2 separate regions of the Capsicum annuum genome follow, and region 1 is linked to region 2. A link is a contact called in public Hi-C data. All regions are on one chromosome and are shown on one strand. Each heading gives the region's core, a stretch centred on a gene start, on an enhancer-like site or on the middle of the called end of the contact. The rest is flanking DNA. Distances are from core to core; before and after follow the strand shown. Region 1 has its middle 43 kb from the start of LOC107868079. Region 2 has its middle 43 kb from the start of LOC107853095.

Region 1 (6,254 bases), core at 2,681-5,180, 140 kb before region 2:
TCAAGAACCATGCCATTATCATTGAGTTCTTAGTCCAAAGTGTTATATCAATTGTTAAGGAGAGAGTTACTATGTTATAGAGTACCAAGAATGCTAGGCAGTGTGTAGGATTCGTTGAGGAAATATGTAAATAGAGGAGGTGGGGCTTAGCAGGTAATGTAACCATCTTGGACGGTGGCATTGATGTTGAGGGCTCTTTAGGTGTAAATGAATTTTGATGGTATGGTAATATTTATATTTTATAACCAAAAAAAATAAAATTTAATTTACGTCATTATATTTAATCCAGTATTTTCTTAAAAACAGAAGTCTTCCGCATATTTTTAGTTGGGTAGTAAGGGTTCTCCTAGCTACTTAGAATAGCATAGGTGCTCATACGATCCAGTAGTTTGGGTCGTGACATTTTTGAAGAAAGAGGTAGCCCCAATTATCTTACTGGAAAGGAGCCTAAAGAGAAACTAGTAACATTTATTAATTATTGCTTCATATGCTCATTCAACCCTGCTAAAATAAGCTAGGCTTCTTTGTGTCTACAATAAGGCCAGAGGCTACACTAAAATGAGCAAGTGCTTCTTGAATTCAGATAACAGATTTCATGTCCTCCTTGTGAAAAAATCATTAGATCATCAGCAAAAATAAGGTGTGTCAATCCTAGTCCTTGGCACATAGTATGGAGCGGAAAATTAGGTAATTGACTCGTGTTCTCCAACAATCTAGATAAACATCCATTACCAATACAAGAAGCAATGGAGAGATAGGATCACCTAGCCTCAACCCCATTTTACCTTAAAAAAATCATATCCTTCACTATTTAGCTTGATAGTAAATTTAGGTGTACAAATGCTGGCCATAAGTAGTTCAATGAACTTAGTTGGAAAACCAAATCCTTCAAGTACTTCCTTCAGAAAACTCCAACTCTCCATATCATATGCTTTCCTTAGGTTAATAGTTATTAAGCACTTAGAAGAGGTTGTTTTCCTGCTATAGTGTCTCAACAAATCATGACAGATTAGTATGTTATGAGCAATAGATCTTCCTTGAACAAAGACTGCTTGGTTATCTTCCACTAAGTAGTTCATTGCTTCCTTTAATGTAGAACAAAGTAGTTTAGAGATTCACTTGTAAATAACATTACAATATGCAATTGGTCCAAATTGGCTAGCCAGTTTAAGGCATTTGACCTTTTGAATGAGAGCAATATTTGTGGCATTCAACTGTCTAAGGAACTGATCATTCTGGAAAAATTCAAGTACTGCAATAATAATATCATTCTCAACTACATCCCATGAATCTTTAAAAAGACCACTCCCATAGCCATCTGAATCGGGCTTTTTAGCTTATCTATCTTAAACATTGCATCTTTGGCATCACCTTCTGTGAATGGTACTAATAGTTACAATTCTAGATCCACCTCAATTAAGTAAAGGTCTACTTCACAAACAAACTCGTTATATTTCACTCTTGTGCTTGATTCTTGTCCCAACAACTCCTGATAATAAGCCACAAAAATCTGTGCAATTCTATCTGGATCAGTATGCCAGTTTTCTTATGCATCTCTAAATTGAGTGGTTGCTTTCTTTAACCTCTTATGTTTGATTATTGAAAATAAATATTTGGAATTATCATGACCAAGCCTTAACCAAGACACCTTACGATGTTGTTGAAGTTGTATTTCTGTCAAATAAGAGAGCTTAAACTGTGATTGACATTCTTTCTGATACCTCTGAAACTCCATACTAAGTGGTGATGTCTGTAGTTGTCTCTGAGCCTGAGCGAACTTTGCTCTACTCAGGTTCACCTCCTTAACTAGGTTATTAAGTGGTTGTTCATGCAACTCTTTTAGATATCTCTTCAAATGCTTCAATTTTTTCACTACCTGTTGCATTGTGCATCCATGAATTGTTATGTTCCATCCAGTTTTGATCACTTCTTTGAACTATGGATTCTGCCCCGAAGCATTACAGTACAAGAAATATCTTTGTTTCTTTTTCCTGTCCTGAGATAGCATTACCTTAATAGAGTAGTGATCACTTATACCCTCTGGCAAAATGATTGATTTACTAGAAGACATATGATTTGACCACTCCTCATTTATCAAAGCCCAATCAATTCTAGAATAGATTTATCTCCATACTTCCTTTATCACTCCAGGTGCACTGACTCCCTTGATGTGGAAGTTCCAGCAATCCACAATTATCTACACAAATAGCAAAGTCTATAATCTTTGTCTAGGAAACAAGATTACCTCTCAATCTGTCTTCTAAACGCAGTAAAAAATTAAAATACCCTAGTACTAACCATGGTTTTGTATTAGAGTAGTGTATGGTCTGCAATGTTGACCACAAGTCTCTTCTTAACTCTTTTATATTAAAAGCATAAACATAAGTCAACATAAATGCTAGCTTCTGAGGTATATATTCAACCTCACAGGTAATATTCTGAGATGACAGGGGTATAGGTGTCACCTGATAACAATTCGGTCTCCAAAACATCATGATTCGACCATTATAATGATGATCTAGATTGTGAATACTATGTCAACCTCCAAAGAATTTTCAGCAACCTCAACAACTTTGTTCCTTTTTATTTTTATTTCTAGTAGGCCAACAAGACCAATATTTTTAATGTGGAAAAGGAGTTGCACCTCCTTTTGATTATTAGGCCCGTTCTGGCCACGTACACTCCAACTTTAAGATACTAGCGATTCTCAACAATCAGAATGGAGTTGCTCTCTCCATTTACTGTGTTACCCAATGTTATGTACTTGTATTGGCTGGCACTCTTCCTTGGAGTATCCATACCTCAATTTCAATATGCTTTTGATTGGTTACTCTTTTCTTTTGAATCTAACTCGGCTCCTCTTTTGGCTGCTCTCTTGGTTGCACAATCCTTGAGTTTTGTACTCTCGTTGGGTTGACCTGCTCACCTTCTCCCGTTACACCTGATTTGTAGTAATTTGTTTGCGTTTTCCCATATTTGTCTCACCAATAGTACTGAATTTCTCTTTAGTTCTATCCTTCCTTCAAACATCCTTCGAGTGTTCATATTTTTTATAGTATGTGCACAGAGTCGGGCTCTACTCATAGGTCACCTTTTGCCCTATTAACTTTCCTTTTTCATTTTTGAACGAGATCATCTCTGGCGGCATTGCATCCATGCCAACCTCCACTATAAGTCATGCAAAATTTAGATCAGTTTTTTTCTCCGTATTCTGATCAACCATTAGCGGCTTTCCAATTAAACTCCCAAGATTTTTAAGTCCTTTAGGACTTCGACACTTGGAAGTCTAGTTTAGGAATTTAATCTAGATGGGAACAGTATGTAACTCCTCCTTAGAGAAATCCATGTACGGATTCCACGCCTTAATTATGAAGGGTTTACTATAAAAATGATAGATTCCCACTTGAATAACCTCATTTTCTCCATTTCTGAATCAAATATCACTAGGATAACTCCATTTTCCAGCATCACAATCCTATTCAGTCCATGCTTGACCCAAATTCTCTGTGAGAACCATTTTATAACTTCAAATGGGGGGTGAGCACCTAACACATAGCACACTATAATTTTTCCAGTATTCCACCTCTGTACTTATGTCGTCGATACCAATTTCAATGAACTATGCGTCACCTTTTTTTTTTATCAGAGTTACGTATTTAAGCTTAAACCCAGCATTAACCACCTTTGTAATATAAAAATCGTCCTAAATCGATTTCATCCTAATCGAAACTTCCATCTCTTCCACCTCATCTGCCCAAGACAGCTTGTTCGTACCAACAGAGTTCAATTTGGTGGTAGAATTTGAAATTTCGATCTCCTTCCAATGTTTTTGCACCTCCTGTTGTTGCTGGAGGTCTTCTCCAGCCTTAATCCCTTCAATTTGCCATCAGCTGATCTAGAATTCATTGGTGATTCTTCAATTGCAGTTTTCCACTTCAAATTTGACAGCGGAGTTACTGCTTCATTGATGTGGGTCCTAATCTGAGTGGATCTAGTGTTATTCCTTCCTTGCCGAGCTATAGTGTGACTAGCTTAAGCTTGTCGTGCCATTATTGCCTTCAAAAATAGAGCTCGAGCTCTCTTTCCCATGGTGGGCGCACGTTAAGCTAACGTGCACCGACAATATATGTATGTTAATACGATAATATAGCTTTGCCAAAGGTATCGAATTTTGCAAAACTCATAGTTAGAACTCTAGATCTATCCTTAATCTAATGTATGGGTTTATCACGAGTCCTGGAGAATTATCATCAAGATTTTAGTTCAAACTGTGTCTTAACTTTGAGACCAACTATAATCCTATCGGATCACCAAGAGTTTCTAATAAATGGTCTTGCTCCGATCTTGATAAATTACCAAGAGTTTAGTGCAAGTTGTATCGTAATTTGGAACAAATTACTTACAAAACTTGACGGATCACTAAGAATTTTTCGAGAAATTTCACCAACATAATTTTACTTCAAAATTGATCCAGATAATCTCAAATCAACTCCAAACTTGATATTCAATATTCTAATACCAATCTCAATTATTCTCAATGCTAAATTCAACTCAAAACTTTTTGACAATCAATAGTCCCACTCTATCTTCGTCAACAATCAAACCAAAAAAAATAAAAATACAACAATAGTATTCTCAAGTTTATCCAACCAAATCAATCAAAACCAACCACATATGGCAATATATCGAGGAATGTTGTTTTTTTTTTTTTTTTTTTTTTTTAAATATAGGAAAAAGTGGATTAAAATGACTTTCATGAATTGAAATGACTTTTAATAATTTTATTAAACATAAGAGGTTTTAAATAGCAAACATACAACCAAAACCTATATAATTTGAAATTCAAAAATACTAAAATATCTCAACAACTAAAGTATCTTAATTTAAAATTTAAAATTCAAGTTTATCTTAATTTAAACAACTTATTACGCTAAAGATTACTGTAGTGATTAAATCAAATTTCAACACTTCTCCCTTACTTTAGTTACTGCAATTTAAAAAGTTCTCTTCTTCAATTTATGCTTTGACAATTGATTCTGAATTTTTGTGATTGTAGTTGAATTTGCAATGTTTCTTTTTGGATTTGCAAAACGTTGTTGTAAGAATTTTTCTTTCATCCCAACAACATATATAATATAGGTTATAAAATATGATTTCATTTTCACGAATCAAATCTGATAGTTTTTGTTGGTAATTATTTTGGTATTCAAAAAGAGACTGTTGTTTGACATTAATATTCGTTGAAAATAGCCAGACACTTTGAAAATAAGCATGGGTTGGAGATGATAGTCCTAACGGAGTAAAATAGTAATCTTAACGGGTTAAAAAGATAGCTCTTACATGTTAAAAACGGTATGATAGTTACGTTCTTTAAAAAAACTTACAGATTCCGTAAGATCAATGAAACTCTTGATATCACCGTTGATTTTTTAAAAAAAGATGAGGCCGTAAAATAAGGTTAAAATAATTTTCAATGGATTGAAACAACTTTAAATAAGCTTTCAATAGTTTTTTTAAACATAGGAGAGCTTTAAATAGCCAACACACAACAAAAATTCAAGAATACTAAAATATCTCAACAACTAAAACAACCTAATTTAGAATTTAAAATATAAATATATCTTTATACAAATAACTTATCAAATTAAAAATTACTACAATAACTAAATCAAATTTTAACAATGAATAAGAAAAGGAGGAAGAAGAGTTAATTTTCTCTACAGGAACAATAGTTAAACAATTCTTTAACCAGAAATGATATTTGAGAAGTTACAGTGCACTTTTAAAACGAATGTGAGATGCTTCAAAAATAAATGATTGTCTTGATAAATGCTTAGAGTTATATGAAGATAATTTTTTTTTAAAAAATACATGATAGCACTATTTAACTTATTAATTATTTAAATTCTTACTCTTAAATTGTAAAACTTTCATAAATCCCAATAAGTTTATTCCTGATAACTCATTATCCCTTCTTTTAATAAAATTACATAAAATCCCTAATTTTAATTTTTCGGATACATAATTTGACAACAAATACATCCTAACAAGAATTAATGCGCGTTAAGAAAAATAACAAAAATCTTTTTATTTGCGGAGCAAATCATGCGACATTAGTTGTACTGTACTTTCAAAATCCAAGAATAACGTGATCTATTCAAATTTTGAAATTTAGAAAAAGGATCCTCATTCTTCAAGCATAAACAAGCTCTCCCCATTCTATGTTCTCTGCACCTCTTTTTTTTAACGGTACA
Region 2 (6,068 bases), core at 412-2,911:
ATCCTGCATGTTATTCTCTCTTGACTATTTTCTATGCTTTGCTGTCAATTACGTTGAATGAAAGATAACCAGGTTCCCCACTCTCCATGCATATATGTATTATTTGATTGTTTGTGGGGCAGATTTTTCCTTTAATTTACTCCATACCAAGTCTAATAATATTCATCCAGTTTGAAAAATTAATCAATAATTTTTATTTATTTATTCTTAATTATTAATTACAGACATTATCTAATACATTTCTCAAAACATCATATTATTATATTTGTTTCTAAACATGTGCATGCATGTGTTCAGTCAATAGTGGACAACTATTAATGAACTGAGGAGTATCTTATTTTACTCCCTCCATTCGTTTTACTTATTACTAATTTTTTAATTGTATTTCTACTTTTACTTGTCATTTTTGACATATCAAGAAAGACAACTACTTTTTTCTTATTTTATTTTTAGCATTAATTATTTTTTTCTTCAAATTAATTTCAAAATATAACGTAAACATCATTTAATAAAAATATTATAATAAAATAACTATATTATTAATTATATTCTGTTTATATATGGGGCCTTTATTTTGTTGACTTTGAACACATATATCATGTAGTATGGGCCTTAACATAAATATCAATTAAAACGTAATTAAACTCTCTCCCATTTTTTTAATTACTTTACTCTCTTTCCTTATTAATATACATAACATAGCCGATATATACATTGCATTCTGTGTATATGTTGGAATTTTTTGTAATATTGAAAACATAAGTTGTGTAATTGTGTACCTTTTGGAAGTAATCACACTTTCTCCCACTTTTTTAATTACTTTACTCTCTCTCCCTATTAATATATATAACATAGTCAATATATACATAGCATTCTGTGTATATGTTGAAATTTTTATAATATATTTAGAAAATTAAATTTTTTTATAATATTAAAAATATAAATTGTGTATTTGTCTAATTTTTAGTTGTTTTATTGACATATATATCATGTAGTATGGGGCCTTTATTTTGTTGACTTTGAACACATATATATATATATATATCATGTTGTTTGCCTTAGACAAACTAGCAGTCTTTTCTGGTTCTGGTTTTTGGGCCATGGGTTCAGCAAGACGTAGACTAAATTAAAGGCTTGTGGCTCTTCGATTTCCTTCTTATCTCTATCTTGATCCTGCTATGGACGATCACGAAATTAGAATTTTTATGAAGGGGATTCAGAAGTATGTATATAATTTAGTCGAAGGAATTAAACATCTATTATATATGCATAAAAAATATTTTTAACTGTATAAAAATAATATAATTTTTCATCGAAGGATATTCGAATGAACCCCCTGGAGCAAAAGTGGCTCCGCCACTGGCTATGTATAATCCTTCTTTTGTCGGGTTATTGCTGATATACAACAGCAACAAACCCAGTATATTCTCACTAAGTGGGGTCTGGGGAGGGTAGAGTGTACGCAGTCCATACCACTACCCCTAACGAGGTAGAGAGGCTGTTTCCGATAGACCCCCGACTCAAGATACAAGACTGACCGGCGGTAAACATCAAAAACATAGAACATGATACAATAACATAGATACAATATCCATAAAAGTACATTGCCAAAACACAGGACACCACAAATCCCCTACCCGACTACAACTCAACTACACCCTCAATCCTCTATCCTAATGTTTTTCCTCCAAATCTTCCTATCCAGGGTCATGTCCTCAGTCAGCTGTAATTGTTTCATGTCACGTCTAATTACTTCTCTCCAGTATTTCTTTGGTCTACCCCTATCCCGCTTGAAACCTTCCAAGGTCAACCTCTCACACCTACAATTATTGCCGATATAATTAGGTATTTCTTGTTGGAAGTACTCATGATTACATTAATAACGAGTGAACTCGTATTCTAACTTTTAACTGGAGAATATCTAACAATAGTCTCCAGTGAGTAATAGTAAATCCGAATCCTAAAAGTAATAAGGTTTTGGAATAAGCATGAGTAGTCAAATAAAATAAAACACTACGATAAGAATTAAGGACCACGCCTAGAGCTCATTCCATTTTAGTTTAAATTTTATTTTTGATGATATAAACTTTAAGAAAATAACTCATGAGTAATCAACTTTTGTACTTTTTGTATTTGATGTGTCCAGATTTTAATATTTTCTATGACTCAATTTATATAATATAGTTTAAATTCTAGAGTTAAACTTTAAATGTGGTGGAAATTATACATGCACCAAGTTTTAAAAGATTCTGAGACATAAAAATTAAAGTTGTCAATATGGCCAGCCCAATTCAGCCTATCGGGCTTACCTATTCGAATTTTGGATTTTGATGGGCCGAGTCTGACTGATCCATCAAGATAATGAGTCAAAAAATAACAAGCCCAAGCATCATTTTGTAGGTTGGGGACCTCGATGGATCAGCCCACTTTAAAAATATATTATCTTTTAATTTTAAATTATAAAATATTAATAACATAAATATTTACTAGAAAATGCTATATTGTGTTACTACTTGCTAGCCAAGTTTCAATCATCCAAAAAAATAATCTTAATAATCTAGAAAACCGAATAACTTTTGATATGATATAACTAATTAAATAAAATATTAATCTAATTTGTTCTAATAATAATATACTAAATTTTGAATATTGAAGAATGAGATTAGGCATCTATTTTTTTTTAATAAGAATGGATGAAGATATTTTGCCTAAATAATAGACGCAAGTAACAAATAGGAGAATTACTAAACATAATTAATTTGCCTATTTTATAAATTCATCTATTGAATTTACCTATTTTATAAGCACAATTAATAAAGATGTATATGATGGTTTCATAGATTTTGAGTTTGGATCCTCTTTTTATATTTACCAATTTATTTTATTTTTATTTTTAATTATAATTTATTTGACCCATGGACCGACACAACTCACATTGCGCTAGTCGATCGTATGGGCCAGGGAGTTTATCCGAATCGGGCTAAAAAGTCTTGTTCTTAATTGAGCTACAAAAATTTAAGTCCGATTCCATCAAATTACAAGCCATCGAGCCATCCCAACGGATATGACCCATATTAACGACTCTAATAAAAATCTCTTAATTTTCATTCGTTGTCCCTTCAGAGAAAATTCTTTTAGTAACTTATTATGTGCTTTTTTTATTTCTCTGGTAATTTATGAACTTTTTAAATCATGGTCTAAAGATTTTGTTTAAGCATCAAATTAAAATTTTTATAACAAAAAATATTAGATAGCACCCTAAAATTTTATAAGATTTCCAAATATTAGACAATCTCTCTCTATATATAAAGGGATCATTGGAGGCTGCTTATGTGGCATGTCTCAATGATCAAGAAACCTATTTATCTATTTTGTCAGATTTTTGACTTTCTTCTCTCATTTTAATATATTAAATAAATAATTAAATCAATAAATTAGTGTTTAATGCAATTAAACGCGCACTAACAGCTGGGAATCCAATTGTTTAAAAGGAAGGGAAAAAGAAAACTCTTTGGTGAATTTTGATCGTCAATAGAGAGAAGACGGTGGAGGGTTGATTTTTTTTGCGGGGGGTATGGCGGCGTGTTCAGAGAGGGCTAGCCTGTGGCTACTTCCAGAGCACCGATTGGATCTCGCAACCAGTGGAAGCCTTAACTGCGAGCTTAGACGCAGTTGGGCCTCCGGTTACTATTGTTGATCGGGAAAATGGAGGGTAAAGTTGCTGGGTAGTGTTAATGGAGTTTTCCGGCAAGAGTCACTGGCGCGAGCTCAGATGCAGTTGGGCCTCCGATTACTATTGTTGCTTGGGAAAATGAAAGGTAAAGTGTTGCTGGGTGGTGTTAATTGAGTTTTTCGGCGAGAGTCACCGGCGATAGCCTTCAACGAATTTTTCGATAGTTAATAGAGAGATTCCTCCGTTCCCTTCTCCTTTTCATTCATTTCAATTACAGCTAAATTTTCTTTTTCTTTGCTTAGGATTAAAATCAAAATCAGGTTCCTTTAATTGTCGATTCGAAAGAAATCGACATCATCCCACAAAAATTTTAATTTTTCAAGCGTGGTTTGCTAAGGTTGTGACAAAGAATATGGTATCTTTAGGTACGAATTTTCTATGGTTTCTGAAAATTTTGCACTTTCTTTCCTTGTAAGTGTTATTGAGTATGTGTATGTGTATGTATTTGTGTTGGAAAAACAAAATAAGTGGAGCTCTGGATCTGTGTTTTGCTGACCGTCTTTGGATGGCTACCTGGTATAGTCTATGCGGTTTGGGTCTTCACCAAGTAATCTACCCATGATAAATTTTCTCAATTTTACCTCTTTGACTTCCATTCTGTTATTTTAATTTTGAATACGTCAATAATTGTCACTACTATTTTTTTAAAGTATGTTTTATCTTTTCAAACATGTGGCTTATATATGTTGCTTGTGTGGTCTAACCCACTTGCTTACGAACTTTTACCTGCATTGCATTGGTAGAGTTTTCGGGCTAGGGTTGCTTTCATTATGTGATTAGATATGTTGTTGTATGAGTATTAGAGTATTATCAATCGAAGAATTACTCATTTAATGTGGTTTGATAGGTTGTTGTGTGAGTATTAGAGCATGATCCATCAATGAGTATGATCCATCATCGAAGAATTGTAATTATGAGTCTGTTGAATTGACCTTTGTAATGAGAAAAGAAATTATTGAATAAATTAAATGATCTAGAAAAAAATTTTAAAAATTGTGTCCATTAGAGTCAGCATACAATAAACCCTTGTAGTCCCTGTGCATATCAGAAGCCCCTTTTCTTTTATTTGTTCTCTATAAGAGTCTTAAAGGGATAAGGTTTTGGCATGCTCTACCCTCCACATCCCAGACTCCACATTGCGGGACTACACGTGGTATGTTGTAGTGCATAAGAGAGTTTTCTAAATGGTAAGAGCAATACACTGGATCAAAAGGTTGAGAATTTGGGGCTAGAATGGAGCAAAATGGGCGGGAAAGGGGGTGGGTGGGTTGGTGATGGCCTGAGCAGGAGGGCTCTGACAAAGGGATTCTGAAATTATGCATGCAACTGTTGAAATTGGAAAAGAGGTGGCTGGGGTAGTTTAGTATTTCAAAAAGGGATTTTGAAATTGTGCATGCATAGGTTGATTACTCTGCTTCAGAAATTTACTGTACTAGAGTAGCATACAGTACTATAATTTCTAGCATGCCTAAATTAGTTTATGATTCAAATATTGAATCAGTGATTTCCCTTTGCCTTATCTATTAAGTTTGTTTGAATTACAGGAGGCTATAACTAAAGATAATCCACATATAGTAGTGGGACCACATCCAGATGTCCAGACTCTGGCAATAACAACAGTTCTAATTCAGACCTCACATTTCATGAAGATCAGAATGACGGAGATGAAGGGATGGATAATTGTGATAATGTGTCAAACTATGATGATGATGATGACTATTTGTTTTACGAAAATGATGATGATGATGAATGTGATTACTTGAGTATGCAAGCACAATTTGATAATGCTGATTTGCCTGCTAGTGTTGAGGCAACAGTTTCTTGGTTAAATGAACCTGTTTCTAGTTCAAAAGTGTCTTCCCAAGTTAGCTTTTCAAGTCATCTAGCAAGTGGTCAGACGTCAACTCCTATAAATTCTGAGCATGTAAGTAGTAACTTTCCTCAGGTCCCTTCTTCAAGCAGTACTCTGGTGTCTGGATGGTCAAATTCTCGTGGAAAGAAAGAGGCGACTGAAGTGAACTCATGAAAAAGTATCAAAGTTTTAAGCATTTTGATGTGGTAGAAGACTTCTCAGATTATCATTACACTAACTTGGGCTTCTAGGGACAACAGGTATGTAAGGGAATTTCTTGTGCTGGGCAGATCATTTTCTGCTATTTTAGTTATTTGTTAAATCACGAATGTGACTCTACTAACCTCTGTTGTTACTTTTCAAACAGCCACCTAAGGCCTGGAGTAAGAAGGTTCAGGATGAGTGAAAAATATTGGAAAATGATTTACCTGGTGAGTCAGATGCTGTTAGTCACTCATCATTTGTTTTTCTGTTGGTTTCCTG

What was found. Hi-C and Micro-C count contacts between places; a contact is called where the count stands out from the background.
Region 1: a contact with region 2 is called in a Hi-C map of leaf, with 2.0 times the contacts expected there. The contact joins two enhancer-like sites. A contact is called at or near these places in 2 of 5 Hi-C or Micro-C datasets (bud and leaf).

What each region holds. Positions count from the first base shown.
Region 1 is chr1:12,363,912-12,370,165 of UCD10Xv1.1, reverse strand. No RefSeq gene overlaps it. Among protein-coding and RNA genes, the nearest start is that of LOC107868079, 43 kb to the left of the region's middle. Within about 2 kb of position 3,930, at least 4 of the 5 cell types and tissues checked have an H3K27ac peak or open chromatin away from gene starts, as enhancers often do. A contact at or near this core is called in leaf, where this site is marked.
Region 2 is chr1:12,217,109-12,223,176 of UCD10Xv1.1, reverse strand. It overlaps the pseudogene LOC107865102. Among protein-coding and RNA genes, the nearest start is that of LOC107853095, 43 kb to the right of the region's middle. Within about 2 kb of position 1,661, at least 4 of the 5 cell types and tissues checked have an H3K27ac peak or open chromatin away from gene starts, as enhancers often do. A contact at or near this core is called in leaf, where this site is marked.